2 separate regions of the Oryctolagus cuniculus genome follow, and region 1 is linked to region 2. The links are chromatin contacts, called in public Micro-C maps. All regions are on one chromosome and are shown on one strand. Each heading gives the region's core, a stretch centred on a gene start, on an enhancer-like site or on the middle of the called end of the contact. The rest is flanking DNA. Distances are from core to core; before and after follow the strand shown.

Region 1 (6,244 bases), core at 1,325-3,824, 570 kb after region 2:
TCCATCAAACTTCCGCCTTCAATTCCCTCACTTTCAAAATGAAGGAATTAATTTGGATGATTTGCGATGCACGGCGGTCCATTCAACACAGCATGGGAGACACACTCAAATCTTACAGCAGTCACATTTACAAAGTAAAACAAGTGGAATTAATTTTTTTTTAAAGATTTACCTATTTGAGAGGTAGAGTTACAGAGAGAGAGGAAAGAGAGGTCTTCCATCCACTGGTTCACTCCCCACATGGCTGCAACGACCGGAGCTGTGCCGATCCGAAGCCAGGAGCTGGGAGCTTCTTCCGGATCTCCCACGTGGGTGCAGGGCCCAAGGACTTGGGCCATCTTCCATGGCTTTTCCAGGCCATAGTAAAAAGCTGGATCAGAAGAGGAGCAGCTGGTACTAGAACCGGCGCCCATATGGGATGCCGGCGCCACAGGCAGAGGATTAACCTACTGCGCCACAGCGCCGGCCCCAGGATTAAGTTTAATAATAAAGTTGAAGTATAATTTCAACATGAAATCGTAATGATTGAATCTTTGCCTGTTCGTTCATAAAAGCCAGTGTGTTTACCACGCCTTCAGCCCATGCCCACTCAGATCAGCCACACTCCAGGAGCAAAAAAGTTGCCACTCTCAGCCAGTGGTCACCATAGCTCTAACATTAGCTCTAATGTTTGAAAGGGAAAATTAAAATTAAGCTCTGCTGGGGCCGGTGCTGTAGTGCAGAGGGTTAAGCTGCTGCCTGCAATGCTGGCATCCCATGTGGGCACAAGTCCCAACTACTCCATTTCTGATCCAGCTCCCTTCTAATGCACCTGGAAAAGTGGCGGGAGATGGCCCAAGTGCTTGGGCCCCTGCACCCACATGGGAGACCTGGAAGAAGCTCCTGGCTGCTGGCTTTGGCCTGGTCCAGCCCTGACCATTGCAGACATGTAGGGAGTGAAACAGCAGATGGAAGATCTCTGTCTCTCCCTCTCTCCCTCTGTCTCTCTGTAACCCTACCTTTCAAACAAATAAAGTAAATATTTTCAAAAAATAAAATTAACCTCTGTAATTCAAGTTTTCATTACCATTTATTTTATAAATTATTTAAAATAGTTATTTTCTCTCCTTTTTTGCTGTAGAAAACTATAGAAAACCCAGGGAGCTTTACTTAGCGCCATCACAAAACACTACTGCCATCTGGTGGCAGTTCTCTGAATTGCAAGCAAATTCCCCAAGAGTTGATAATCAGGTTCTAGAAATGTTTTTCAAAGCATGTTCTGCTGACCCTATCTGGTCCAGAGGAGCTGGTTAAAACTGCACATTGCCTGGCCCCACTGAATAAGAAGCTCCAGGACAGATCTCAAACACCCACATTTAAAATAAAGCACCCAGGGGTGACCTTTAGCATAGTGAGTAAACTGGCCTCCTGCAGTGCCGGCATCCCATTTAGGTGCAGGTTCAAGTCCCAACTGCTCCACTTCTGATCCAGCTCCCTGCTAATGTGCCTGGAAAAGCAGAGGAGGATGGCGATGGAACAATGACATAAGGTTCAGCCAGTATAGCCCATTGCCTGAAAGAGAGACAAAATCGGAATTTATCCCTTGCCCCTGAGGATCTCAAGTGAGTCTCACACCCATTTGTCTTCACCCCACCCCTGAATTCTTCCCCAGGTTCAGAAGCCTTGGGGCCAAACTTGAAAGACCTGTATGAAGGAATTCACCTCCACCAGCCCACCTAAGATATTAAAAAAAAGCCCAGAGCTGGGGTCTGGGCTCTCCGCCATGTGTTGGGTCTATATACATGTGAGCAGCTGGTTGACCTCTGCGAATTTGTTTTCTCTAAATAAATTCAGTCTGGCTGCAAGTTCGTATTCTGTCTCCTCTCTGTTCCGCATCTCTTTTTCTTACAGATGGTCCAAGTGCTTGGCCCCCTGCACCCTCATGGGAGACCCAGAAGAAGCTCCTGGCTCCTGGCTTCGGATCAGCCTAGCTCTGGTCATTGCAGCCATTTGGGAAGTGAGCCAGTGGATGGAAGACCTCTCTCTCTCTCTCTCTCTCTCTCTTTCCAACTCAGTCTTTCAAATAAATAAATATTTAAGACAATAAAAATAAAATTAAAATAAAGCACCCGAGTTTTTGTCACATGCACTAAAACTGGAGAATGGTTGCTCTAACGGAGGTGCAGAAAATTCAGTGGCAGCAAACTTGGGGAGGCGCCCGCTTTCCCAATCTGCTCTGAGATGCAGGCCATCTCAGTCTACCAAGCTCCAGGCAGCTGTTTCTAAACCCCTCACTCCCAATGCACACACAGAAAGCCAAAAAGAATCCACAACCCACTCCAGTCACCACACCACACCTCCCTCCCTGATGCAGCCCCCACCCCCTTCCCTCACCCTCGCTCCCTCCCCGCAGGGTCCAGCCAGGTGAGTCCCCTTCCCAGTGAGCAGTGAGCCCCGCCACTTCCCTTCCCACGGCAGACCAGCACTCCCTGCCCCCAGCCCCGGGGAGAATTTGTCCCTGGGAATGCAGTCCAGGTAGCACCTGCTCCAGAAGCCCCACCTCTACGGGGGGGGGGGGGGGAACCTGTAGGCTGAGCGGTGCTCCCCTCCCCCCAGGGTGCCCGCTCTGGGGATTGCACGTCTGACCCCCACACAGCTGTAAGCTTGAAGGGCAGAGCTGTGTCCCTGGTCTGTCACTCTGCAGCCTGGCAGGACGCGGCCACAAAGCAAGCATCGGTACCTGTTTGCTGGTTAATAACCGTGCCTGACTTTTTTTTTTACAAGGCAGTAGTGAAAGCTACCAAGGAGAGGGTACCCAGGGGGGGTCTGCATTTCGCAGGCTTCATTCGAAGGCCCTGGGGACTTGGTTGCCGGCGCTAAGGCACCAGGACAGGCTGGTCGAGCGCCTGAGGCAGGGTGGGCCGCAGTGGGCACAGGGAGAGGGCAGGAACACAGCAAGCCCAGAACGTCCTCGCCGCCTCCCAGGAAGGGAGCCATTTCCCCAGAGGACAGAGGCCTGTCGCATCTCGCCCCGCTAATCTGACGGGAGCCAGCCAGGGAAGGCGTGCTGAGGCTGGGAGCCACAGGCTGCTGCGGCCTCCGGGGACAGGGGCACGAGGGGAGGGTAATTGACTTGTCTCCCAGATTTATTTATTAATTCCTAGCTGTGCCATTTGATGTGGTTTCCAGGAGGCACGCCGCCGTGGAGATGTGCCCCCTCCCTGCCCGGGCCCCCTGTGCTGCCGTGGCCCTGGGGGAGGGCTGAAGCTCAGAGCCAGCCCCCCAGGGAGCCGGTGCGGGCGGAGCCCAGGCGGGAGAATGAGGGCCAAGGGTGCGGACCCCGCACAGGCCTGCCGCGCTGCGCACAGCATGTCCGGCAGGGGGCGCTCGGCTGTGCTGGGGGCACCTCTCGGCTTCAGCTTCTGCAATTAGTACGAGCGAGTGTTATAAACGGGACAGCAGGGTAAAGCAAACGTGGGGCGTCCGTGACCCCGAGAAGCAACGCGGGCCGAAGCTTGCATCCTGCTGGAGCCGAGGCCACACCTGAATGTGAACAGTTACAGGGTGGAGAGGAGGGGCGCCCACCGCAGCGGGGATGCGGAGCCGGAACGAGCCCCTTTGATGCAGGGTTGGTGTGCGGCAGGATGAGTACGGAGCGGGGAGTAGCAGCCGCAGCCCCCAGCCAGGCAACGCTGGGGCGGTAGGGGCCGAGGGGCGGGGCCGAGGCGCGGGATTCGGACCTCCACCAGGAGCCCCAGGCAGCAGGGTCCTGACCTTCAGCCAGCACCGGGTCAGTCCGGGAGAGCTTTCTGTGCCCGGCAAGCTTCGTGCTGTGTGGGTCCCCTCCCTGGACCTCCAAAGACCCCTCCCAAGCAGAGGGGAAGTGACAGCAGGGGCCTGGAGCGCCTGCTCCTGCACACAAGCCGGCTGGGCAGCCCAGGCTCGCTGTGGGCTGGGGCCCCGGGCCCCTCGGGAGGCCGTCTCCCTGCAGGAGAGCCGCTGGCGCTGGCCAGGCCCCTCACCACTCCCTCTGTGTCACCTCTGCTCCCCGTGTCCCAAGATCTCGGAAAGGAAGGTCCTGGGGCCTTCGAAGCAACAGGACAGAGCTGAGGAGCGGAGAGGCCTGCCCTTGTAGAGAGCAGGACCAGCCCACGGCCTGAGGCTCATGCCCAGCTCCTGCCTGTGGGCCCTGGCCTCTAGGAAGGCCCCTCCTGTCTTCCTCCCCGCCAGAGGGCCCCTCACTAAGGCAGGTGCATGTGGGGTGGACCCTGCAAGGGCGACCTGTGACTGCCGATGCTCTGTCGCCTCCCCAAACCCTCCTCCACAGAAATGAATTCTCCCCTGGCTTCTCCAACGGCCTCCCCCACCCCCACCCCGATTCTGCTCCCCACTTCTCTTCCCCCACCAAAGCCTCCCCCAGTGTGCCCCAGAACCATCAGCAGAAACTCCAAAATCCCAGAAATCTGTCTCCCTCCTCGCCCGCCCACCCGCAGCCCCACGCACACCAGGCTCCGCCAGCCGCTTCCAGCCCTGGGGATCTGTGCTCCCCAGCCCACCAGGACCCAGACCAAAGAACCCTTTCTCTCTGCCTCTCTCAGCCTTGCCATTAAGGTGAGTGAGGGACCTGCTTTGGGCACAATTTTATTTTTTAACATATACTTATTTACTTGAAAGGCAGAGTTACAGAGAGAAAGAGATCTGGTACACTTCCCCAAATGGCCATAAGGGCTAGGGCTGGGCCAGACCAAAGCCAGGAACCTGGAACTACATCCGGGTCTCCCACGTGAGTGGCAGAAACCCCACTACATGGGCCATTTTCCACTGCTTTCACAGACGCATTAGCAGGGCACTAAATCGGAACTGGAGCAGCCGGGACTCAAACTGGTGCCCATATGGGATACAGGCATTGCAGGTGGCGGCTTAACCAGCTGTGCCACAGTGCTGGCCCCTGGGCACAGATTTTAGGGAAATACCAAAAAGCTCAGTAATCCAGACAAATCATATTGTAACCAGAGGTGGGCCTGTGGCAAGGACAGTTTCAGGGGCTATGCCGCCCGTCAGAGTGCTGTCTGCTCATCGGGCCTGAGCTGTGTCTCCATTCACATTCATTCACCCAACAACGCAGGCCCTACTATGCGCAGACCCGGGCCCAGCCTGGCCAGGCTGTGTGCATGCTCGCGCTGAGTGGTACACATGCAAGCCACACTGTGTGCACACCCAGGTGGAGTGGGATCCGCCCCTTCGTGAGGCCTGGCCGGAACTCGCACTCAGGTTCCCACCCCAGCCGGGCCTGGCCTCGCTGGGCTGCGGTCACACCCAAGGGCTCCCTTGGCTTTTACCTCTTCCCACTGGTGTGACAACCCCCCAGTCACAGGCGCTACCTGTCCAGAGGCCAGGCCACTGTGGGCAAGGACGGCACAAGGGGCCGCGGCCTGGCCTCTGTCTCCCAGGCCCATCCAGCCCAGCTGGCACGTAGGGGAGGGGCTGTCTCAGCGCTCTCAGCTCCGGGGCCTGCAAACACAGAAACAAGACCTGAAGAGCCCCCAAAATGGGAGCGGGACTCTGGCTCCGCCCCTCCGCCCCGCCCCCACCAGCTTGGGTGCTCTGTCCAGGGCGCCTTGGTTACTAACACCCCTGCCTCCCCACACCACGGGGGCCTGCTCACTAACTCCCACTTCCATCGGGTCACTCCCCTGCCTTGGGGCTCCCCAGCCGCTCAGGCTGAGCGGGCACCCGAAGCCCTGCCTCCCCCTTGCCCCTCCCAGCTCCTCGGGAGCAGGGCCGCAGCCATCCCATAAAGCTCTCGCCTTTTCCAAGGCAAAGCCTTGCTGAGCCTCCTCCTTCCCCTCCTCCTCTTGGAATGGGCTCCTGCCCTTAAGTCCTCCCCACCTCACAGGGCACACCTCCTCCGAGAAGCCTTCCCTGATGACCACAGCCCCAGGGACCGCTCCACCGGGCCTCCTCTCTGTCCCAGATGCCTGTCCAACCATGATACGCCAGCCCCTGCTGAGGATTTTGCCCTCGCCTCCTGGACTCCCAGCTCCCTTAGGCCAGCACACACACACTGAGCAGGCACACAGGCTGCTCTGGGCCCTGGCCCCCGGCAGCACACAGCCTGGGTGACTCTCTCCCTGCGGTGCTGGTGCCACCGGCAGGGCTGCCCTTGCAAAGCTGCAGGCTCCCGGTCAGGCTGGGGCCTGCTCGGCTGGGCGGACCCACACACATTCTTTCAGAATTAAGCACGACCCGCTGGCTCCGGATTCCA
Region 2 (6,299 bases), core at 648-3,147:
TGCTGTGCTTGCTTGCTTGCTTGCTTGCTATTTATTTGAAAGGCACTGTTAGAGAGAGAGAGAAGAATACAGAGAGAGAGGTCTTCCATCCGTTGGTTCACTCCCCTGATGGCCACAATGGTTGGGGCTGGGCCAGGTGGGCCAGGCCAAAGCCAGGAGCTAGGAGCTTTTTTCTGGGTCTCCCATCTGGGTGCAGGGGCCCAAGCACTTTGACCGTCCTCCACTGGTTTCTTGTCATATTAGCAGGGAGCTGGATCGGAAGTCGAGCCGCTGGGACTTGACCCAGCACCCATATGGGGTGGGGGCACAACAGGCAGATGATTAACCCACTGTGCCACAATGCTGACCCCTGTGTGCTGTGCTTTCTTAAATAGCCTCAATCTCATGGGAGCAGGATCACTTTATTATTCCTTATAGGGCCAGAGCTAAACCCCCGTGCTCTTAAAATCTGGGGTTTTCCCTCTGGCCTCTGTTAACCTTCAACTATGCTAGTCCCAGCTAAATGACAGATGCCAATTTATAGCTATCTGAAAAGCTTTATTTTTGACTTGAAGTGTCTGCTTTGCCAAAACTTCAGAAGCTTAGCTCCAGAGGGGTATAGTGTAACTCTTGTGCTACCCTTTCATATTAGATCAGTAAGTGAGCCAGTAAGACCTGGTGAACACTTATCATGAGCTTAGTATTATACATGAGGAATATAAAACTTGGACTTTATTCAAAGAATTTATAGGTCAGCATGGGAGAAAAAAATAGTTGTGAATCAGATGAAAATAGAAGACACCATAAATTAATCACCTACATAATGTGGTATGAGTAATGCATGCCTTAGAAATTCATAAATGGGAGAACTGAATGGAGTATTTGGAGAGAAGCAGTGTTTTTTATAAGTCTGCAGGGATTAGTAGATTTGGAGCACAAGGAAGCAGGTGAAGAGAAACAAAAGAATAAACTTGTTTCCTATGTTAAATTCAATCTGTGTTCTGTCTTATTAAAGAGAGCTCATGTTCAAATTAATAGCTTATAATGGTCTAATACAATTTAAGAAGAAAATGTGTTTGTAAAAGCATCACTAGGTCCAAAGAAAATTATTTCCAGTGACTGTTAGGAGATGTTAAATTTATTTTATTTTCCTGGGTATAAATGACAGAATTATTTTAGTTGTTTTTCCTAACATCTCAGTGGTGTAGGTTTGGAAGGAACCTCCGAAGGGCATCTGACCCAGTTCATCCTGCTTATAGGCAGATTTGGAAGCCGTTTCCAGACAGACTGGCTTGCCTCCTGCTCTTCATGTTTTCTAGGAAAAGAGATTCCACAAGTTTCTGTGGTTACCCACTCCATTGTTTAGGAAAGAATTGGATTCTCAAAACTAAAATTGAGAGCTGTGGGGCACTTGGTTTTTTGTATCTTTTAAAGAATGTAATTATTAAAGAACTTATTTGCTTTGAACTACATAGTAGCTTGTGGCAACTGCCTGTTCAGCCAAATTGAAAATCAGGGTCTCTTTTGACTGTGACCAGGATAATATTAATGCCCGCAGACTCAAAGGATTCTCATTTTCTCCATTTAACACGTATTTGTTATGTTTTTACTCTGTGCCAGGCCCTAGGCTGAGTACTGGCTCCAGAGATGAATCAGGAGTATTCTCTGTGCCAGGGGAACTGACAATCTCCTGGAGAATATGGCAGCTGTGTGTTGTGCTGGAGTCTCTGTTTCACTTGTGTGGAAGGAAGAGAGAAGTTGTGAAGGGAGCAAGTGTTTCTTTAGTGCCTGTTGTCTGCTTGGCACGTGCCACACACTTTGCATGGGTCTAATGTAAGCCTTTTTATCACAGCCTTGGGAGGAAGGTAGTCCCATCCTGATTTCGCAGAGAAGAGCTGAGGCTGGTGAGAGTCAGTTATTTGCCCACAGTCATACAGCTAGAAAGTGGCAGTTCTGGAACACGACCTGAGTGCTGTCTGCAGAGCACGTGCCACACAGCACAGAGCCCCTCTTGAGCCATGAGTCATCGCTTTGGAGTCTGACTTTAGATTTTACATTGTCAAACTCAGTGGGAAATGCCCCTTCATTCACAGCCTGAATGTGGGCCAGTAACCTCCCGTCTCCCTCGTAGTAGGATAATTTTAGCAGGGATGGTAATGGGCCAGAGGAGAAGTTTGCTTTGAGGTGACTTTCATACCCTGTTTCTGGAGGTTAGAAGACAACATGGATTGTGTGCCATTTGGCCCATGACCGGCCTTTTCCTCAGGGAACTGCCCCACGCCTCTCCTCCCCCAGCACTACTGCAGACAGAGATGAGGGAAGAGAAGGTGCCTCAAGGTGTCTAATGTGCTGTAAAAACCAAAGTTAGAAATCTTAGTTTTCTGGTTGACAAATAAGGAATGACACTCCTGAAGGGTAACAGTGTTGGTGCTAAGAAATTCACCAAGATAGTTACCTCTGTGAAAATGGGGAGGGGATTTCAGAGTTTATAGTAATTCTTGATTATGGTGTGATTTCCTCCAGATTTTATCTAATGTTTTTCAGAGTCTGTGTTTGTATTTTTCATCCATATCTTTAATTAAAATGATGCTGATAATAACAATTATCATTATGTGCTTTTATCTTTGACCTAAGAAGTCATTCAGTCATTCTCATTTTACAGATGTGAAAATTGAGGCACAGGGCCATTGTTGTGGTATAGCTACCACTTACAGTGCTGGCATCCCGTATGGGCACTTGTTCATGTCCCAGCTGTTCCACTTCCAATCCGGCTCCCTGCTAATGTGCCTGGGAAAGCAGCGGAAGATGGCCCAAGTGCTTGGGCCTCTGCCACCCGTGTATGAGGCCTGCAAGAGGCTCCTGGTGTTAACCTGGTTGTTGAAGTCATTTGGGAATTGAACCAGTGGATGGAAGATAACTCTCTGTCTCTCCCTTTCCTTCTGTAACTCTGCCTTACAAATAAATAAATAAGCATTTTTTTTTCAAAAGGGGAAAAATTGAGATGCAGAATAGTAAAGTGATTTGCTCAAGGTCACAAAAGCTAGTGCTGCTGATATAATTTAATAGTTACTTTTATTTTTAGTTCAGAGTAATCTCAACTAGAATGCTTCTATTAGCAACAATAATACTAGTTTGAATTATTCTAGTATAGAATATAAGTTCATTCTCCCAGAGAGACATTTTAATCATAGGATCTTTTTTTAAGATATATTTATTCATTTGAGAGGTAGTTACAGACAGAAGGAAGGAAAAACAGAAAGGTCTTCTTTCCAGTGTTTCATTCCTCAAATGGCCACAGTGACCAGAGCTGAGCCGATCCGAAGCCAGGAACCAGGAGCTTCTTCGAGTCCCCCACACAGGTACAGGGTCCCAAGCACATAGACCATCTTTCACTGCTTTCTCAGGCCATAGCAGAGAGCTTGGAGTGGAAGAGGGACGGTTGGGACATGATTCAGCACCCATATGGGGTGCTGGCACCACAGGCAGAGGCTTAGCCCACTACACCACAGTGCTAGCCCATAGGATTTTTTTTAAAGATTTATTTATTTGAGGCCCGTGCCACAGCTCACTAAGCTAATCCTCTGCCTGTGGCACCAGCACCCCAGGTTCTAGTCCCAGTCGGGGTGCCAGATTCTGTTCTGGTTGTTCCTCTTCCATTCCAGCTCTCTGCTGTGGCCCGGGAAGGCAGTGGAGGATGGCCCAAGTGCTTGGGCCCTGCACCTGCATGGAAGACCAGGAGGAAGCACCTGGCTCCTGGCTTCAGATCGGTGCAGCACCGGCTGTAGAGGCCATTTGGGGGGTGGTAGAGGCCATTTGGGGGGTGAACCAACGGAAAGGAAGACCTTTCTCTCTGTCTCTCTCTCTCACTGTCTAACTCTGCCTGTCCAAAAAAAAAAAAAAAAAAAAAAAGATTTATTTATTTGAACGGCAGAGTTGGAGATGGAGATGGAGAGTGAGAGAGAGAGTGAGATCTTCCGTCCACTGGTTTACTCCTCAAATGGCAACAACAGCTGTGGCTATGCCAGGCCGAAGTCAGGAGCCTAGAACTCCATCCAGGTCTCCCATGCGGGTACAGGGCCCCCAGTGCTCAGATCAAATTTTGCTTTCCAGCTTTCCCAGGTACACTTGCAGGGAGCTGAATCAGAAATGGAGTACCTGGGACTTGAACCTGTGCTCATATGGGATGCTGTCATCACAGATGGACGCCTAGCTCACCACACCACAATGCTGGCCCCCGTCATGGGATTTTAAATATTAATTAAATGAAATTAAGAACCACAGTGTTTTGATATGGTCAGGAGATGTTATTTCTGCATTTTCCATAGTTGTTTGTAGAATATTCAGTCTGCCCCCCTCCTCCCTCCCTGCCTCCCTTCCTTCCTTCTGTATTTACTTGAAAGGCAGAGTAACAAAGAAGGAAGGAAAGACACAAACACACACACATACACACACACACACATCTTTCATCTACTGGTTCACTTTCCAAATGCTCACAACAGCCAGGGCTGGGCCAGGCCAAAGCCAGGAATCAGTAACTCCATCTGGGTCTCTCACATGGATGACAAGGACTGAAGTACTTGAGGTATCCCCTGCTACCTCCCTTCCAAGGTGTGCATTAACAGGAAGCTGGATTCAGAAGTGAAGCTGGGGCCAGCGCTGCGGCTCAATAGGCTAATCCTCCACCTGTGGCGCTGGTACCCCAGTTCTAGTCCCGGTTGGGGAGCCAGATTCTATCCCGGTTGCCCCTCTTCCAGTCCAGCTCTCTGCTGTGGCCCGGGAGTGCAATGGAGGATGGCCCAAGTCCTTGGGTCTTGCACCCGTATGGGAGACCAAGAGAAGCACCTGGCTCCTGGCTTCGGATCAGCGCTGTGCGCCGGCCACAGAAGGCTGGCCGCAGCAGCCATTGGGGGGTGAACCAACGGAAAAGGAAGACCTTTCTCTCTGTCTTTCTCCCACTGTCCACTCTGCCTGTCAAAAAAAAAAAAAAAAAAAAAGTGAAGCTGGGACTTGAACTCAGCCCCTCCAATATGGTAAGCAGACATCCAAGTTGGCATCTTAACTGTTGTGCAGAAGACATGCCCCCTCAGTCTGATTCTTTAGGCAGAGTAGATAAATGAGTAATTTGGGAGAATAATTAAGAGGGTTCTTCAAAAAATTCATGGAAAATATGTCTGATGAAAAACCTATGCATGAATTTCAAAGTTTTTTGTGCCAAAGTAAACAATCTATAATTTCATTTTCCGTGTACTTTCTAGAGTATCCTAATAAAGTATCAGGCTTGTGAAACCTTTGTTGAGAAGTTCTTAAAAATAGAGTGAAGTTTATACAGACACTTAGGCCTACTGGAGAGTTTCATGTTTCACTTTTTTATTCATTCTTAGGTTCATGGATTACAGGTTGGAAAACCACAAATAAAATTTTTAACCAAAAAGAAGTTCTTAAAAAGAAATATGTTCATGAACTTGAAGTGGGAATTAGTCATTGTGTTCTTAAATATTGACTTTTGCATGGACTGAATGATCTTTGTTTCTAAGTACTGCTTCAGGCCCTTGCCTTCTTTAATAACTAAGGCATTGTTGCCTCAGTCTGAGCATGTTCTATGGAATTTTGGCAATGCATGCATCCTCTTTCTGCATCTTAGTAAAAGCATGAGTAAATATTTTTTCTTACCTTTGGTATTTTTGTAGCTTACATTTTATATGAGCCAGACTAATATAATGTAATACCAGGATTACATAATTTAAGACGTCAGGATTGCTTCCAGAACTATGAGATGGAGTCTTCATTTATCAGGGGGTTTATAAGCACTATTGTACTTACTACCTGTAGAGAATTGCCACAGAGCTGTTTTCCAGATGCGAAAATGGAGTCAAAGAGGTTAAAGCTAGAGGGAAAAGTGTCTTTAGGACTTGAATAATATTTCTTCTTTGTTCAGAACTTGGTTCTTGTTACTATTGGTTTCAGTAATGTATTGTTTAGAAACTCCAAGAATTTTCAACTAATGTTACACACTGAACTTCTTTTTTATATAGCGTAATCAGTAGAGGTTTTCCACTGAATACTTATTATATACCTTGGCACCCTTGTATGCACAAAAGTAGTTTATGAGATGGTTTTGAATTTCAACAAGTTTATCATTTATTGAAAATAAGACCAACATATGAGTTAGTTTAAGAAATATTAGTATTGGGATCAGTGCTGTTGCGTAGTAGCAGGTAAAGCCACTGCCTGCAGTGCCGGCATCCCATATGGGTGCTGGTTCAAGTCCCAACTGCTCCACTTCTGATCTAGCCCTCTGCTATGGCCTGGGAAAGCAGTAG

What was found. A called contact is a pair of places that touch in the nucleus more often than the background predicts.
Region 1: a Micro-C map of ear pinna shows a contact between it and region 2, with 4 times the contacts expected there. The contact joins two enhancer-like sites. A contact is called at or near these places in 3 of 6 Hi-C or Micro-C datasets (ear pinna, psoas muscle and an unstated tissue).

What each region holds. Positions count from the first base shown.
Region 1 is chr2:159,807,152-159,813,395 of mOryCun1.1, forward strand. It overlaps LOC138848712 (a long non-coding RNA gene), which reads right to left. Exons shown (of 3, transcript XR_011386807.1): 3 at 1,051-1,551. Among named protein-coding and RNA genes, the nearest start is that of TRNAI-UAU, 32 kb to the right of the region's middle. Within about 2 kb of position 2,575, at least 1 of the 8 cell types and tissues checked has an H3K27ac peak or open chromatin away from gene starts, as enhancers often do. A contact at or near this core is called in ear pinna, where this site is marked.
Region 2 is chr2:159,242,039-159,248,337 of mOryCun1.1, forward strand. All of the region lies in intron 26 of THADA (THADA armadillo repeat containing), which reads left to right. Among named protein-coding and RNA genes, the nearest start is that of THADA, 120 kb to the left of the region's middle. Within about 2 kb of position 1,898, at least 1 of the 8 cell types and tissues checked has an H3K27ac peak or open chromatin away from gene starts, as enhancers often do. A contact at or near this core is called in ear pinna, where this site is marked.